Regions from separate parts of the Sus scrofa genome. Here region 2 is linked to region 1. Evidence: chromatin contacts called from public HiChIP or PLAC-seq data. All regions are on one chromosome and are shown on one strand. Each heading gives the region's core, a stretch centred on a gene start, on an enhancer-like site or on the middle of the called end of the contact. The rest is flanking DNA. Distances are from core to core; before and after follow the strand shown. Region 1 has its middle 42 kb from the start of CD180. Region 2 has its middle 99 kb from the start of PIK3R1.

Region 1 (7,332 bases), core at 528-3,027:
GTAACTCAATTATAACTCAAGGGAGATCTTCATTGTTTTGGTTCTGCGAACCTGTGTCCTCAGTGAGAAAGGATGGGATGAGCACCCCTCCTTTAGTGGGGTGATGAACAGGGACTCTCTTCACCTTTTCCCACCTTGTCCCAGAAGGTGGGAGAGGTAAACATGAGTCACCACACTTTCATTAAATGAAAAACTGATATAAGTGAAATGAACAAAAAAGCCAATCCCATTCACCTTCGAAAGCAAAGGAGGCTGCAGAAACTGAACTCGGTTCTTAGATTTCCAGGCCTCCCGGCCATTTTCTACAGGCATCATTGCACATTGTGACTGGTTCCCAGGGCATAGCTCTTGACAGTTAAGTTTCCGTTGCTTGGCAAAGTACAGAATATCAAAATCTCCATCTTCCGAGGGCCTCTGTGGAGTTAAAAGAAGTAAAATAAAATATCATTCTAATACTCCTGAGAATATAAGGCCTCGTCATGAAAAGAACCCTCACTGCCTTGCTATGTCTTAGCTCTGCCTGCCAAGTACTAAGAGGTCTCTTTGAAATCTGAAAATGATTTTCAGTACATTCCATGAGAGAAGCCCATCTGCTGAGAGAAAATTTAAATGGAACTTGTGAATAGCTTTCTTTATCATGAGGTGGGATGGTTTCTGATCCCAACATGGGTACCTACCAGAGATGCCTGGACTTCAGGCCAGTCTAGACGAGCTATGGATCTCCGGCACCCAGGGCAAACTATCCTAACCAGAGGATAATTCCAGGAAGTGAGAACAAAGATAATGTCACATCACAATCGTAATAATGAAGAACCAAAATGACAATGGCAGGAGAAAGCAGAGAAAATAAAATGTTACAAGATAGAGAGGCGGTTAGGAAATCACAAACTGATCGTTTTTCTTCAGGACACACCACTGAGAAAAATTAAATCTTTAACCTCTGATGGCTTCCTGTGGCTAAGCCACAGAAATCTAATTGAGAGGCTCAGGTCCACAGAAATCTGCTGTCTGCTCCGGCTACACAATCATATTATGATAAGCCTTTGACTCGATTACTCTAAGAAACAAAGAATTGTTGCTACGGCATTATTATATAGACTACCCAGCCAAACGATGCTTTTTTACTCTTTGTTCACTAGTCTTTCCCCCCATTATCTCTGGCAAACAGATGAAGGAGAAACCTCAGGAGACACTGTATTGTGTTTGATTCTGGGGGTTTTCCAAATGCATTTTGTATTTCCATCATAGAAAAGACACAGAATTGAGTAGCTGTATAACAGACAGAAGATAATTACTTTGGGGATAGCACTGTAATATTTCTTATATTACAATACACTTTGTATCTATGTGGTGGGTGAAGATGTTGGAACTACAAAGGCTTCTCACAATTATGTGCTTGCTGCTCGTTATATCTGCACATTCTCAGACAGTGCAAGGATACCTTTCTGTTTGTTTACATTTAGCTCCAACAGGATCTGCATAGAATAAACCCTAGCCAAGGGTTGGGATCTCAGAAGAACTCTGTCCTTTTTCTTTCCCTGGCTCTGGCAGGTAAAATGAAAAGGCCTGCAGGCTTTCAGAGGAGGAAGAGGTGCCTGAAGAAATCTCCTTCCCTGTTCTCCTAATACCAGAGTAACTTTATTCACTGTTGCCTTAAACTTCCACCTCTTCATACAAAAGTCCCCATGTGAAAAATCAGCTCCTCTGGCCTCCGCTAACTCTCCCAAGGACAGACAGCACAGCCCTCGCCCTGCTGCCCAAACAGAGCTTTTCTCAGAGGCATTAACTTCCCGTTACCATGACCTCTTCGCAACTCTGCCACTTGGCATTTGACTTAGAGCCAAGCCTAGTTCTTGGCTCTCAACAAGTGTTCTCTGAATAAATAAATAGGTGAGCAAATTAATCAACTAAAGATTGCAACTAAACAGTCAGGAGGCCTAGGAACATGGGATGTTGACACCTGCTAGGAGTACAATTCTCTATTAAGATCTATGAGATTGTGATTGCAAACAGAGGACCCCAAAGAGCATGGTAATTTCTGAGTAACCAAAAGCAGCCAGCATTGGTTGTATTAGTTTTATGTCCTATGGCATGCAGCGTATATAGCCTGTGGAGATAAATTTTAATAGTCAATATAGTCTTAAAATGTATCTGCAAGTGTTACTTGTTGCAAGTAACTAATAATTTCTTGTTGCAAGAAATTATAACTATAATAATGATACCGAAAACAACCAATTAAGGGCAATACAGGTTAATTTACCATTAAAACTAACAGTATGGGTAGATATTTTCAGTGATGTCTTTGTTCTGTGGATAGGCCGTGGGTTCACGGGCTTTTACTCTTCCATTAAAAATAATGAAATTCCCTGGTGGCCTAGTGGTTAAGGAATCGGCATTGTCACTGAAGTGATGCAGGTTCAATCCCTGGCCTGGGAGCTTTGCATGCTGCTGGTGCAGCCAAAGGAAAAAAATACACACACACACACACACACACACACACACACACACACATAATCATACATGTCTTGAACCCACCATGACTGTGAGCAACAATCATAGTCCTTATAGTTGGGGGTTAAAAAAAAAAAAAAAAAAAAAACTAAAGGGAGCAAATCTTCCTATAATGTAAAATCCTCAATCTATTATGATAATTATCTGTCTTTGTATAGCTCTTCAATTTAACAAGCACTCAGTGTTCTACTTTATTTAATGATTTAGATTTTTGTCTACAGGTTAATAAAATCCTTTGTTAGTACTGAAAACGGCAAATAGTGCTCAATATCCTAAGTGAGCTGATTATGTGATATGAGACTGATTTTTAAGCAGATGTTCTGTTTAGGGGACATTATGGACTCATGACCCATTTGAATCTTCACAATAAACTATTTAATAAAAAAGAAAGCAAGAACAGGGTTCTGCTATATTCAGGCACAAAGCTTAAAAGACTTGTGAAAACCAATTCAATCCTTATTTTCTCTCATTCATGAGCAATGTCCTTCACTGTCATAAAAACTAATCCTGGTTAAAGTTCAATTCACAGGACAGAACTGAATTAATTAATGTTCCAACAACAATAACAACAATAAAAAGAGTAATAACTGAGGATGACTTTCCACTTATATAAGGCTTTGCTGTTTCCATGACATTAGAACCCCTATTTGTTACCAATGCTAGCATTCACTCAGCATGCAGGCACCAGAACAGAGCACCCAGCCCGAGCTGGATAAATAATCATTAGTGACGGTGACTGTGTTAACGAAACCATCCACAGCGGTCTGTATCATTCACTCAGGAGTCAGTGTGAAATGTGACATAAACACTTCATTTGTAGGACTTACCTACAGAGAGCAACACAATTAACAGGGATGAGATTAGAATTTAAGGAGAGGGAGCGTTTTACCACACAAGGCTATAATGGTTCCTAAGAAGAGTCAGTTACTCCAGGTTGAGAGCTCACCCTGAACACAAGAGGAATCACAAAGAAAATGCCATTTTTCTGTATGTCCTTGAAAAGGACTTTGGAGTCACCATTTAAACCTGGGCTATAAAAGACTCTAACTTCTATTGCCTTCATAACAATTGCTCCAAAGGTGGATCTCTTGGATGGCAACCTGTCTGCAAGTAAATGCAACGTCACAGAATATGGGTTAAGGAAAGTGCTTTGCTGAGGAAAGCGGAGGTTTGCAAAGCTAGGCTCAGCAAGAGTAGACGACGTGGGGTCACCCATTGTCCCCATGGAGAGGGGGCCAGGGCACCCCACTGGACAGGTAGTGTGGCTTATGTCCAAACCCCCTTTCTCTATGACTTTGTGTCTTAGACACACAGGAGAAGGTGCTTTGTTATAGGAAGTACAGACAGTCTCCTGCTGCTAAGTGGGCTGTATTTAGATGCCAGTTGCTTACGGAAATTGTCTGGGAAAGCCAGGCATCCAGCATCCAGAGATCTTGAGGCCCATGTGGGATTGCAGGCTTCCCTGCTAAGAAGAAAAGCCACCCTTCCTGTGAGAAGCTGAGCTTGGATGCAGCACCACTCCCTGGCAAGGGAAACACCCAGGGCCAGCCTGAATCACTGTTAAGGCAAACCAGAGAGGGCACCTAAGGTCATTTGCAGATATCTGTTCCCTGCATCACGATATGACCCACGAAAGTTTGCAAAAGACTGTGAAATAAAATCATACTAATGTGAACTCTTTGCTTCCCTGTGTCTTATTTGGCTTTATTAGAAAGATCCTGTTATAACTAACATCCAATAAAGTATTCTGTGAAAAGAGGATATCCCTTGCCAGGCTTCTTTCTTTTTCTTAGAACCAAGTGTACATATTTCTCTACCAAGCACTTATAAATCCTTTGCCTCCTTTTGTTTTGTAATGTATTACACTAGAACCAATGCTAGGGGAAAAAACTGTGGTATAGGTCACCTTGCTGTCAGAGCTCCTCACCTGCACCCTGCTGTCTCCCGCCCTGGGTACAAGGTCTTTGCATTGCCCACGTGGGCCTCAGCCTCAGGGCACTAATCTCCCATGTGTGCCCTCTGAGCAGTAAGACTGCCTGCTCCGTACTGCCTTCTCTAGCAATGCACGGTGATTTCATATGCAAGTACATTAACTCTATTAAACTGTTTCACTTTCTAGTGTGCAGTCAACTGAGTGGTGATGAAAATTCTAAACACTCAAAGGGTTTATTTTATCAAGGAAGGCTTCTGAGTCCTTTACTTTCTGCAGTCCTTTTGCATTGGCTCCAGCCTGGCTTACTGACACAGAGACGGCGGGTTGTGAGTGCAGATGAGGCTTCATGGGACACACCTGTAGTCCTTTGGTTACTTTGCATCAGACTTTGCCTTGATCTAGGATCTCCCAGTTCCTCCAATTTCCATTTTATCATCATTTATTTTATGCATCACTGTTGCAGACCACTTTATCCAGTTTCTGGGATAAGGGTGTGTACAAATAGGCTAGTAGTAAGTGTGTGCTTGGGTATTGCTCCCTAATAGTTGTTTTTGGTGTATGTGAATCTCGAAAGTGAAACCACAGTCTCCAGTTCTTGTTGATTGACTATTAAATACTTGGTTGACTATTAATAATGCTAAAATTGTGCAGTGAACTTGGAACCAAAACAAATCTGTTTGATTCCTGACCCTATATTAGAATAAATAAACTCTAAATTTCCCTTCTCCTCTGTTGTTTCTCCACATTGAGGAGGGGTAGGGTATATTTCACGAGAAGTCACCAAAGACCACATTCTAGGCAACTTTTTACTGTCAAGGACAAACTTTTTTTAAGAAAAAAGGAAATTTCATATTAAAATAATTTATTAACTGATTAAATACCAAGACAAGATGACTCAAGTCTCATTAATCAACTACTAGCCAACCTTCCGAACCTCCTTTACGAGACGTTTTAATATTCCTTAAGCTAAGTTTCCTAAAGTCTAAGACAGACTTCCTGACCTCGAGCCCAAATCAACAAAGTTCTCTCGAGCATCCCCCAAGTCCTCTGGGCGAGGGCCTGATGGCGGATGTGAGAAGACACTGAGGGTTCAGCATGTACTGTGCCACCATGCCGAGGAGTGTCTGCAGCCTCAGAGAATCAAGCAGGTACCTGTCTGTGTTTCCTGTGGTCTTAGAAGCTGGGAACCAAACCAAGTCACACCATGTTTCAACTGCAGCGAATCATTAGCAAAACAGACAAATGGCAACAGTGCAATCGCAACAACAAGCAGGTGGCACTTTCTCAACACCAAAGATGTTATCCTGAAAACACAACTAATAGGCTAGAATATAAACAGCACAACTTTCTCATAAATAAGAAGTCTTGCAGCTGTCAGTAGATCCAAGTCTTCTGATTCACTTCTCTACTGTGGGCATCTGAGGTCCCGTCCTAATATATGTGAGTGAAAACTGAGCAAAGAAACAATGAAATAAATGGCACTCCTGCCAATGTCTCAGAACCACTAGAGGACACATCAAAAATTTCAACATAAACCCCAGGTCTTCTGCTTCTATCAAAATGCTTCTTAGTTGCTCTTATTTCCATGTTAATCAGCCTCGAGCTGGTTCAAGATCTGTCAGCATAGAGTGAGATTCTTTCCTGTTTTTAATATCAAATTAGGAATTGAATTCCTTTGTGATGCATCTCTTTAAAGTCTAGAATTATTTTCTTCTCAATTATTACATCACATTCAATTCTGATGGCCATAGGATACTATTTCCTCACTTTTAAAAAATCATCAAAGTATCTGAATATTTTAGGTATGACTGTGAGATGAACTGTCCTAAATAAATCTTAGTTCCTTGACGTTTGATGGAACGTGACGTCAAAATCGAGTATTCTACATGTACAAAAGCACTCTATGTGTCAGCAGTAGCACAGCTGCTCCAGAATAAGCTAGAGTGAATGACCAAAGCCCACCTTCCCCATTACGCCCCTCTACATACAGCATCATCGCCCCCATTCACAGTATTTCCCACCATATAACTTCCCAGATGGACGCAGAGGCCCCTCTGCCAAATACAGACTAAATATACTACCCTAAATACAGTTCAATCATAAAGTCGAATCATAGATAGACAGTTCTTTCAGATACTTCAAAACAATAAAAAGCATTTTTAAAAATATTGCTATAGGCTCAGATTCTGCCAGCATGTTAAGTATTGGTATATATCACCATCCCTGGAGTTATATATTCTCATTACTTATTTTCCCCAAGCAGGATCTACTTAAATTTCTATGTGATAAATCAAATTTCCAGCTGGGCCAATGCCCCAGTAGTAGGAATTATATGGGATATATCACAGCTACAATCTTTATGATCAACTCATACTGTTCTCCCCAGCTATTGCAAAAGTCCAGCAAATTTTCCAGGCCTCCTGCTTTGTGGATGGTGGAAATGTTATAGTTACGCTGAGATAAAAGTTAACGAAAATTATATACGTAGAAAAAAAGTGTATGTGAGTGTGGGTGTGTTTACTGATATATATATATATCCCTCATCAGGTTTACAGGAAGCAGGCATTAGAGCAGGTCTTCTTCTTTCAAGCAGACCCCACATCGTTTTCCCAGGTTTTATCTAAATACAAATTCCAAGATAACCTGGACACTTTCCCTTTCACATCCTTGCATTTTTTTCCCACGAATAATTTCTGGGCTCATCTCCCGATTCTGCCACACAGAGGCTTTGTGACAGTTGACGGGTTACTTAACTTCTTACAGCCTCTCCTTGAGAATGGAGATATTAATATCACGTGATTTGGTGAGTTGCTATGGGGATGAAGTAAGGGAGCATCAAAAGTTCTGAGTGCTTCTCCTCACTTGCATTCGATCACTTTCCAGTCTTG
Region 2 (7,423 bases), core at 2,740-5,239, 700 kb before region 1:
ATTGATACCCATTCCCCCAAAATACACAAATTTATCTTTAGTAATTACTTCAACATTTTTCTTTTGTTGATAGTTTTCCATTGAGTCCAGAACCAACTGAAATAATAGGAAAGAAAATCTGTTACTAAAGCCAGTTATGTAAAAAATAACCGCATAGATAAAACCCTTGCAAACATGAGGGACTTGAGGTCAAAGGCAGTGGAGGTGGGGCTTCTTAAAGCTGAGCTAAATGTCTGCTCTTACTCTGGTGCCATAAATCTAGGTTCTCCCCTAGAACATCATGTGGATTTCCATTTGTTCTTAGTGCTTGCACATGACTCAAGCAGTTAATCCATAGATTAAAAAAAAAAAAAACACACTTTTTATTGATAAATAACATATGTGCCATAAAGAGCCACAACCCATGAGGTTTTTAGAAGTTTAATCAGACAACTTTCAGGGAGACTGAATTTGGGTCCTGGAAGAGGTGTTTGACATGCTGATGAAGAGGGATCCCAACATGACTTAATTGTTTGGTGTGGTTTGACATCTGCGTCCCAGGAATAGGATCCCACAGTGGGGCCAGTCTGCTCCAGCCAGTTCATATTCAACAGCATCATGAAGAAAGGTTGGGTGAGCCACCTGTTCCAGTGAATTTGTACAACACTATGGGGAGACACCATGTCCTGAAACACCAAGGACAGCTGCCTGAGCGTTCCTCAAATGTTGTGAATATAGCTATGGAAAATGGCCAGGCTTTCCTGGGGTGACTGCCATGCCAAATCAAGCCTGCCTACTGCCTAGGAGAGGGAAGGTCACTGCCTGGGAGGTGACTGGCCGTGGTTCTTTGCGGTCCTCTGCTTTAACAAAATAGGTTCCAGGGCAAATACTCTGTTTCCATTCCCTCACTCTTAAAATGAGGGTTTGAGCAGAATCAGTGATTTCAAAGAGGAGTAGGAGGGAATGAAGAGTTTTCTTTCTATGTCACTCTGCCCCAAGTTATCAGAACCTCTGAAAGAAGCAAGATTAGTTTTTAATTTTTTTATAGCTGCACCTGCAGTATATGAAAATTCCTAGGCCAGGGGTTGAACAGAATTGCAGCTGGGGCCTATGCCACAGCACAACAATACCATCTGAGCTACATTTGCAACCTTTGCTGCAGCTTGTGGCAACACCTGATCAGTAACCCACTGAGCAAGGCCAGGGATCGAACCTGTATTCTCACAGAGACTATGTAGGGCCCTTAACCTTATGAACCACAATGGGAAAAAGAGTAATTTAACTAAAGCATAGTAAATAGTTAAATAAGCTTTGGGGCCTAATAGCTTGTTTGTGTATTCATTTTCCTTTAGAAGACTCCTGTGTGCATGTAAAAGCATCAAATAAAACCTGCACGATTTTCTTCTGTTACCCAGTCTTATGCCAGTTTAACTCTTCGGCTCAAATCTAAGAAGGCAGGAAGTTGCTTGCATATTCTAGAAATTAAGCCCTTGTCAGTTGCATCATTTGAAACTATTTAACGGATGCAAACTATTGCTTTTGGAATGGACTAACAATGAGATCCTGCTGTGTAGCACTGAGAACTATGTCTAGATACTTACAATGCAACATGACAATGGGAGAAAAAATTATGTATACGTGTATGTGTAACTGGGTCCTCACGCTATACAGTGGGGAAAAAAAAAAAGAAAATGTAATAAAACTGAGTGAAAAATAAGAAAAAGAAAAAATAGTTCTTAAGTTATAGAAAAAAAACCCAGTAACATTTTGTTGTATAATGCTTATTCAGAAGTTATAGATATTAATTCTGAGTTTGAAACATAAAAGTAACAATATACATTGACATACATGTTGATATACTTTGTTAACTGGTATAAATTCTGTTTCTGGTATAAAGCATTCTAAATCTGATTTCCAAGGGGGAGGGGGAGGGGGAGGGAGTGGGATGGATTGGGTGCTTGGGGTTAATGGATGAAAACTATTGCCTTTAGAGTAGATTAGAAATGAGATCCTGCTGTGTAGCACTGGGAACCATGTCTGGTTATGATGGAGCATGATAATGTGAGAAAAAAGAAAATAGACATGTATGTGTAACTGGGTCAACTTGCTGTACAGCAAAAAATTGACAGAATGCTGTAAACCAGCTATAATGAAAAAAAATAAAAATCATTATATAAAAAAATCTGCTTTACAATGACCAAAAAAAAAAAGGCAGGAAGATGTTTTCTTCCCTTACAATTTCCTCTCCTTAAAATCCTGTAAGACTAACCCCTCCATGTGCTTTCTGGATTTTATCCTGTGTGCTGGGATGAAGAGTGTTCCCCCCAAATTCATGTCCACCTAGAACCCCAGAATGGGACATTATTTGTAAATAAGGTCTTTGCAGATAGGATTATTTAAGATGAGATCATACTAGATTAGGGTGAGCCCTAAATCCAATGACTCTTGTCAAGAAGAGAAGAGGATGTGGAGAGATACAGGCAACAGGGAAGAAGCTCCTGTGAAGATGGAGGCAGAGATGGAGTCAGCAGCTGCAAAACAAGGAACACCAAGTATTGCTGGCAACCACCTGAAGCCAGAAGAGGTGAGGAAGGATTCTTCCATGAAGCCCTCAAGGGAGTATAGCCCTGCCAACACCTGAATTTGGGACTTCTAGCCTTCAGACTGATGACAAAATAAACTTCTGTTATTTTGTGGTGCTCTGCTATGACAGCCCTAGGAAACAGATTTTGGTACCAAGAATAAATCCTTTAGAACTTCACACCCATTATTTACCATTCCTCCCTTCTTCCATTTCTCCTTCTTGAGCTCTTTCCCTTCTTTTTCACTCATGCTTACTCTATTCTGATCTAAACAGAATTTAACATACTCAATTTTGGCTTGCCTCGCTGGCCCTTCAGTAAATCATCTCTCTTTCCCATCTATCAACAACTCGTTTTCTTTGAAACATTCGATTTTAAAGATAGTCCTTCATAACTATCACCTCTATTATCAGGTTCCAACTCTTGAGACTGGTTGTTCCAGGCCTTTCTTCATTTTGTTTCTTGCAACCTGTCAGACTCCTTCATGTGTTTCCTCCACCCCAACAAGATGATTCTACTGCTAGTCTTTGCTCACACTATTTCCCTATCTTTTATTTCTCTGATATCTGAAAACCCCTGGCATCCCTTTTCTTCCCTTCTTCCTGTCTCTATCAATCCCACTCAGCTTTTTTTTTTTTTTTTTTTTGTCTTTTTGCCATTTCTAGGGCCGCTCCCGCAGCATATGGAGGTTCCCAGGCTAGGGGTTGAATCGGAGTTGTAGCCACCGGCCTACACCAGAGCCACAGCAATGCAGGATCTAAGCCGCATCCACAGTTCATGGCAACGCCAGATCCTTAACCCACTGAGCGAGGCCAGGGATCGAATCCACAACCTCATGGTTCCTAGTCGGATTCGCTAACCACTGAGCAATGATGGGAACTCCCCACTCAGCTTTTAAGACCCAACTCAAGGGCTTTCTTCTCTATGAAGCTTTTCCATCTTCTTCTGAATGCACTTGATTTTCCCAACTCCTTTTATAATTTTAGTCACCACCACACTCATGTATGTTATTGTTCACTCATGATTTTGTGACTTTTTTTTAGCCTCTCTGTCTTGATTTCGAGCAGTTTAATACCAAAGACTATGTCTGTATATCTTTATGCCTTTATATCCCCTGACAGGGGGTAGAAGGATGAGCACATGTTAAGATTTAGATAAATTCACATCTAGGAGTTACAGGGCAGTTATAGGATCTTCAGCAAACCAGTGATTTCTCTGAGCAGAGAATGTGCTTCATTTACTTAAATTCTCTGAGGAGGTCAAAAGCATGCGGACATAATTTCTTTAACCTTTCAAAAAGCCTTGACAAAGTTCCACAGCAGAGGTTATTTAAAAATAAAAATGAGTCATGATGAGATTGTGGGGAATGTTTTGTCATGGTTAGGGAACTGGCTTGGGGATCGGAAACAGCCCGAACCAACTCTTCTGGTAACGAATTCCATATGCTTACAACCTTCCACCCAAAGAAAATAGGCCCTTCTCTGAATGGGGGGTGGGGGTGGCATGGGGGGACCTCCGAAATGGTGCCCAGCTAGTTTTATTCAGCATATTCTGGAATAAAGAGTTGACACTGAAATTTTTCTCAGAAGTAGAATGCCAAGTCAAAAGAGGGAAAATTCTAGAAGACCTTGGGAGGATACATGTCATCAAAGTAGTGGCTGATGAGTCTGAACACTGGCAACGATATAAGGGAATGAGTTAGACGAAAAGCAACACAAGCTAGGCGGTGAGGAGTTCTGAGCTATCTGCTACCACCAAGCAAGGAGAAAAAGACACTGGATTCTCTGGACAGGCTGGTGATTTGTCTCCTCTTTCAAGAGTGCTGTTAAAATATTTAATCGATGTTTACTTAGAAGGAAGGCCAAAGGATGAGCCTGCAGGAAGAGCTGAGAAGGTGGCAGCTCTCAACCATGTTTCTGTGGTCCTGAAAAATTAGGTTTCACCCCAAAGTTGCATGTCCACATCAGCAAAACCAAACAAGAACCCTGCAGTTGACCAAACCCAATGTCCCTATGATTGTCTACTACTCACTACTCTGACATGAGACTTGAACTCTTGTCTCATCTGTTCAAGAAATATTGGTCTTCCAAATGTGCTCCTATTTGATAAAGAGGGAACCCTAATGTACAAACAGTTGCCCTGTTGCTGAAAATGAATCTTAGGAGGAAAGGAGATTGTATGTGTAATCTGAAAGACTTGGATGTCAGAAAGAGAGAATTGCAGGAATATTCCATATTCCATATTACAGGACTATGACTCCCACCTTAAGAAAAAATTGGTGTCTTGAACCATCATGGGCCAGTGCACTAAGACAGGTACTGAGTGCCTGGGTCCGCTAGACCCTATGCAAACAGTGTCAAGGCCTGGCGAGACATGGATAAGCAGGCTTTGTTGTATATTTTACAGCTGCATCTTTCAAGTCTGGAAACTTCTGCAATAAGTAATCACAGCAAATGTGAACATTTTAACCTGCAGCCTTTCATCATCCTATAAAAAAGAATTTAAACAGAAAACAAGTAGGCGTGAAGCTAGTCTTATTTTAGGTGTAAGACCATCTGCTGCTGAAGCCAAGATTAGAACAGTTCACAGGAAAATCATGATTTTTGAATTAAACAGATAACAGTGACTCTCCTATTTAGCAACTCCAGTACCTAAAACAGAAGTCACACTAGATTGAAAGCCAAAAGGCAGGACTTTTCCCTTCCCTCCCTTCCTGCTTCTTCTTTCCTTCCTTCCTTCTTTCCTTTCCTTTCTCTTCCTTCCTTCTTTCCTTTCCTTTCCTTTCCCTCTCTCCCTCACTCTCTTCCTTCCTTCCTCTCTTCTTTCCTTTCTTCCTGCCCATTCTATTGAAAGAAGTCCTACACAATAATCGTGGACTTTTTCAGGCAACTTAACAACAACAACAAATATTACTATGGAAAAAGGAAGTGAAGAAAAGTAGAAGCCAAATCTTTGGTGGTGAGCACAGGAGAGGAATTTGACCCTGGCTGGGTCCTTGTGAAGAGGGAAATGGCAGACAGAGCAAGAAATGGATGATGTGGGGAGGGTAGTAAGGATGGCATCAGAGAGGACATTTTTTTGTCAAGGACCATGAGCAGATATTTTAGAAAGGGACAAAACCTTAAAAGGAATAATCTTTCTAGTTAAAATGGATTACATTAGGAGCCCAGACATTCCTGAAAGAGCTGTACAGTGACTTCTTCAAGACAAGGCCAGTTTACATTTACAGAGCCACCCCAAGGTGATGGTCCATGTGGCACACACACTACTGGACAAGGCTATGCCTTGGCCTTCAGGGAACTTGCCATGGGGCTCTTTGTAGGAGGGGAAGACACAGGCACAGGTATGCTTGAAGCCTCTGATGGCCTCAGGTACCCTCCTCATCCTTGGTCAGTGTTCAGTTACAGCTCAAGTCACACTGCATTATGGCTGCCTGGTGCCCTGGGGGCTTCTTGAAATTATGGATTGGATATTGCTTAATACATATTCATGTGCTAGTTAATTAAATAATTGAAAGTACACATCCTGAGGGGATTTAAAATACCATACAGACATAGAGTGATGATGGGAAACTAAGTAGATGCAGAAACAATGAAGGTGTGAAAGTGAGGTAACAGGAAAACAGGTTAGTAAAAGTGAGGACGATCCAGGAACAATGAGAAACTCTTAAACTGAATTTTGAAAAGTGGATGGAGGTTTTCCAGGCAGAGAAGTGAGGGTGAGGGAATTCTAGGCCGAGGGTTCTTGCATGTGGCATGTTTGGAGAATGGTGATGTTAGGACCTGGAACGGGGGTGGGGGGTGGGGGGTGATGGGGTTGATGGTTTGTAGGTGTGGTGGACACTCCACCGTGGAACTTGCTGTGGGGAGGCATTTTATCCTGTGGGAAACTGGGAGCCCAAAAGTATTATGACTGGATCTGTGTTTTAGAATAGTGTACACATTATGAGCCTGGTCAGGTCCTTTTAAAAATCACAACTCTCCTCAAACTCTCACCACCTTCCTTATGAACTGCAGATAACCTTGCCTCTTATTTTCATATTTCAAAGAGAAAAACAAGAACTGTATCACAATTACTCACCTCTGTTACAACAAATCAATGGAACAGGTGGTTCTTTTCCTCCTTAAGGCTCAATAGCCCGAAAATTGGTCAGGTACGTGGCTTCCTCTCTTTTGTATCTTTTCCCCTTCTCTGTCCTGGCTCCTTCTCTTTGGCTAAAAAAAATGCGTCCTTCCTCTGACCCTAGATTCCTCTCTAGTCATTTCTCTATCTCCCCTTTCTTCCACTGTTAAGTGGCTGTCATTCTCCATAGTCATAGTCTGTATTTCTTCTCTTCTAATTCACTTGTCAACTCCTTTCAATCTACATTTGATCCCAAATTGCTCTTGCCAAGGTTCCAGTGACCTTCCACTAGCTCAGTCAAAAAAAGTACTTCGATTCCCATCTTATTGGACATTACCATGGTATTTCAACCAGCTGACTACTCCCTTCTTGAAACTCTTCATTTTCTCTTTCCTCCCACCCAGAAATTATTATTATTATCTCTGGCTTTTTGCAGGCATGGAATCTTATGCTTCTCTCTCAAAGTTTTCATTTCCCAGAAATACTTTTCTGGGGAAAGAGAAAAGAGATAGGTTACAGGGATGCATCTGGGCATCATTAGTGTATGGGATCCACATGAATTTACCACAGAGATTATGCATCCTAAGGCAAGAACAAGAACAATGACAAATCCTAAGGAATATCAATATTGATGAAATTGGGGAGATAAACCAGGGAAGATGAAAAATTGCCATCAGGAGAGCACATAGAGAAACCCTGGAAAAACCAGGGAAGAAGTTTGAGGGACAAGGCCTATGTTC

What was found. HiChIP or PLAC-seq counts read pairs in DNA pulled down with a chosen protein or histone mark.
Region 2: a contact with region 1 is called in an H3K27ac HiChIP or PLAC-seq map of skeletal muscle, with 10 times the contacts expected there. The contact joins two enhancer-like sites. A contact is called at or near these places in 2 of 47 Hi-C or Micro-C datasets (embryonic fibroblasts and liver) and 1 of 2 datasets of contacts at active chromatin or transcription factors (skeletal muscle).

What each region holds. Positions count from the first base shown.
Region 1 is chr16:45,626,141-45,633,472 of Sscrofa11.1, reverse strand. No RefSeq gene overlaps it. Among named protein-coding and RNA genes, the nearest start is that of CD180, 42 kb to the right of the region's middle. Within about 2 kb of position 1,777, at least 8 of the 83 cell types and tissues checked have an H3K27ac peak or open chromatin away from gene starts, as enhancers often do. A contact at or near this core is called in skeletal muscle, where this site is marked.
Region 2 is chr16:46,332,262-46,339,684 of Sscrofa11.1, reverse strand. No RefSeq gene overlaps it. Among named protein-coding and RNA genes, the nearest start is that of PIK3R1, 99 kb to the left of the region's middle. Within about 2 kb of position 3,989, at least 10 of the 83 cell types and tissues checked have an H3K27ac peak or open chromatin away from gene starts, as enhancers often do. A contact at or near this core is called in skeletal muscle, where this site is marked.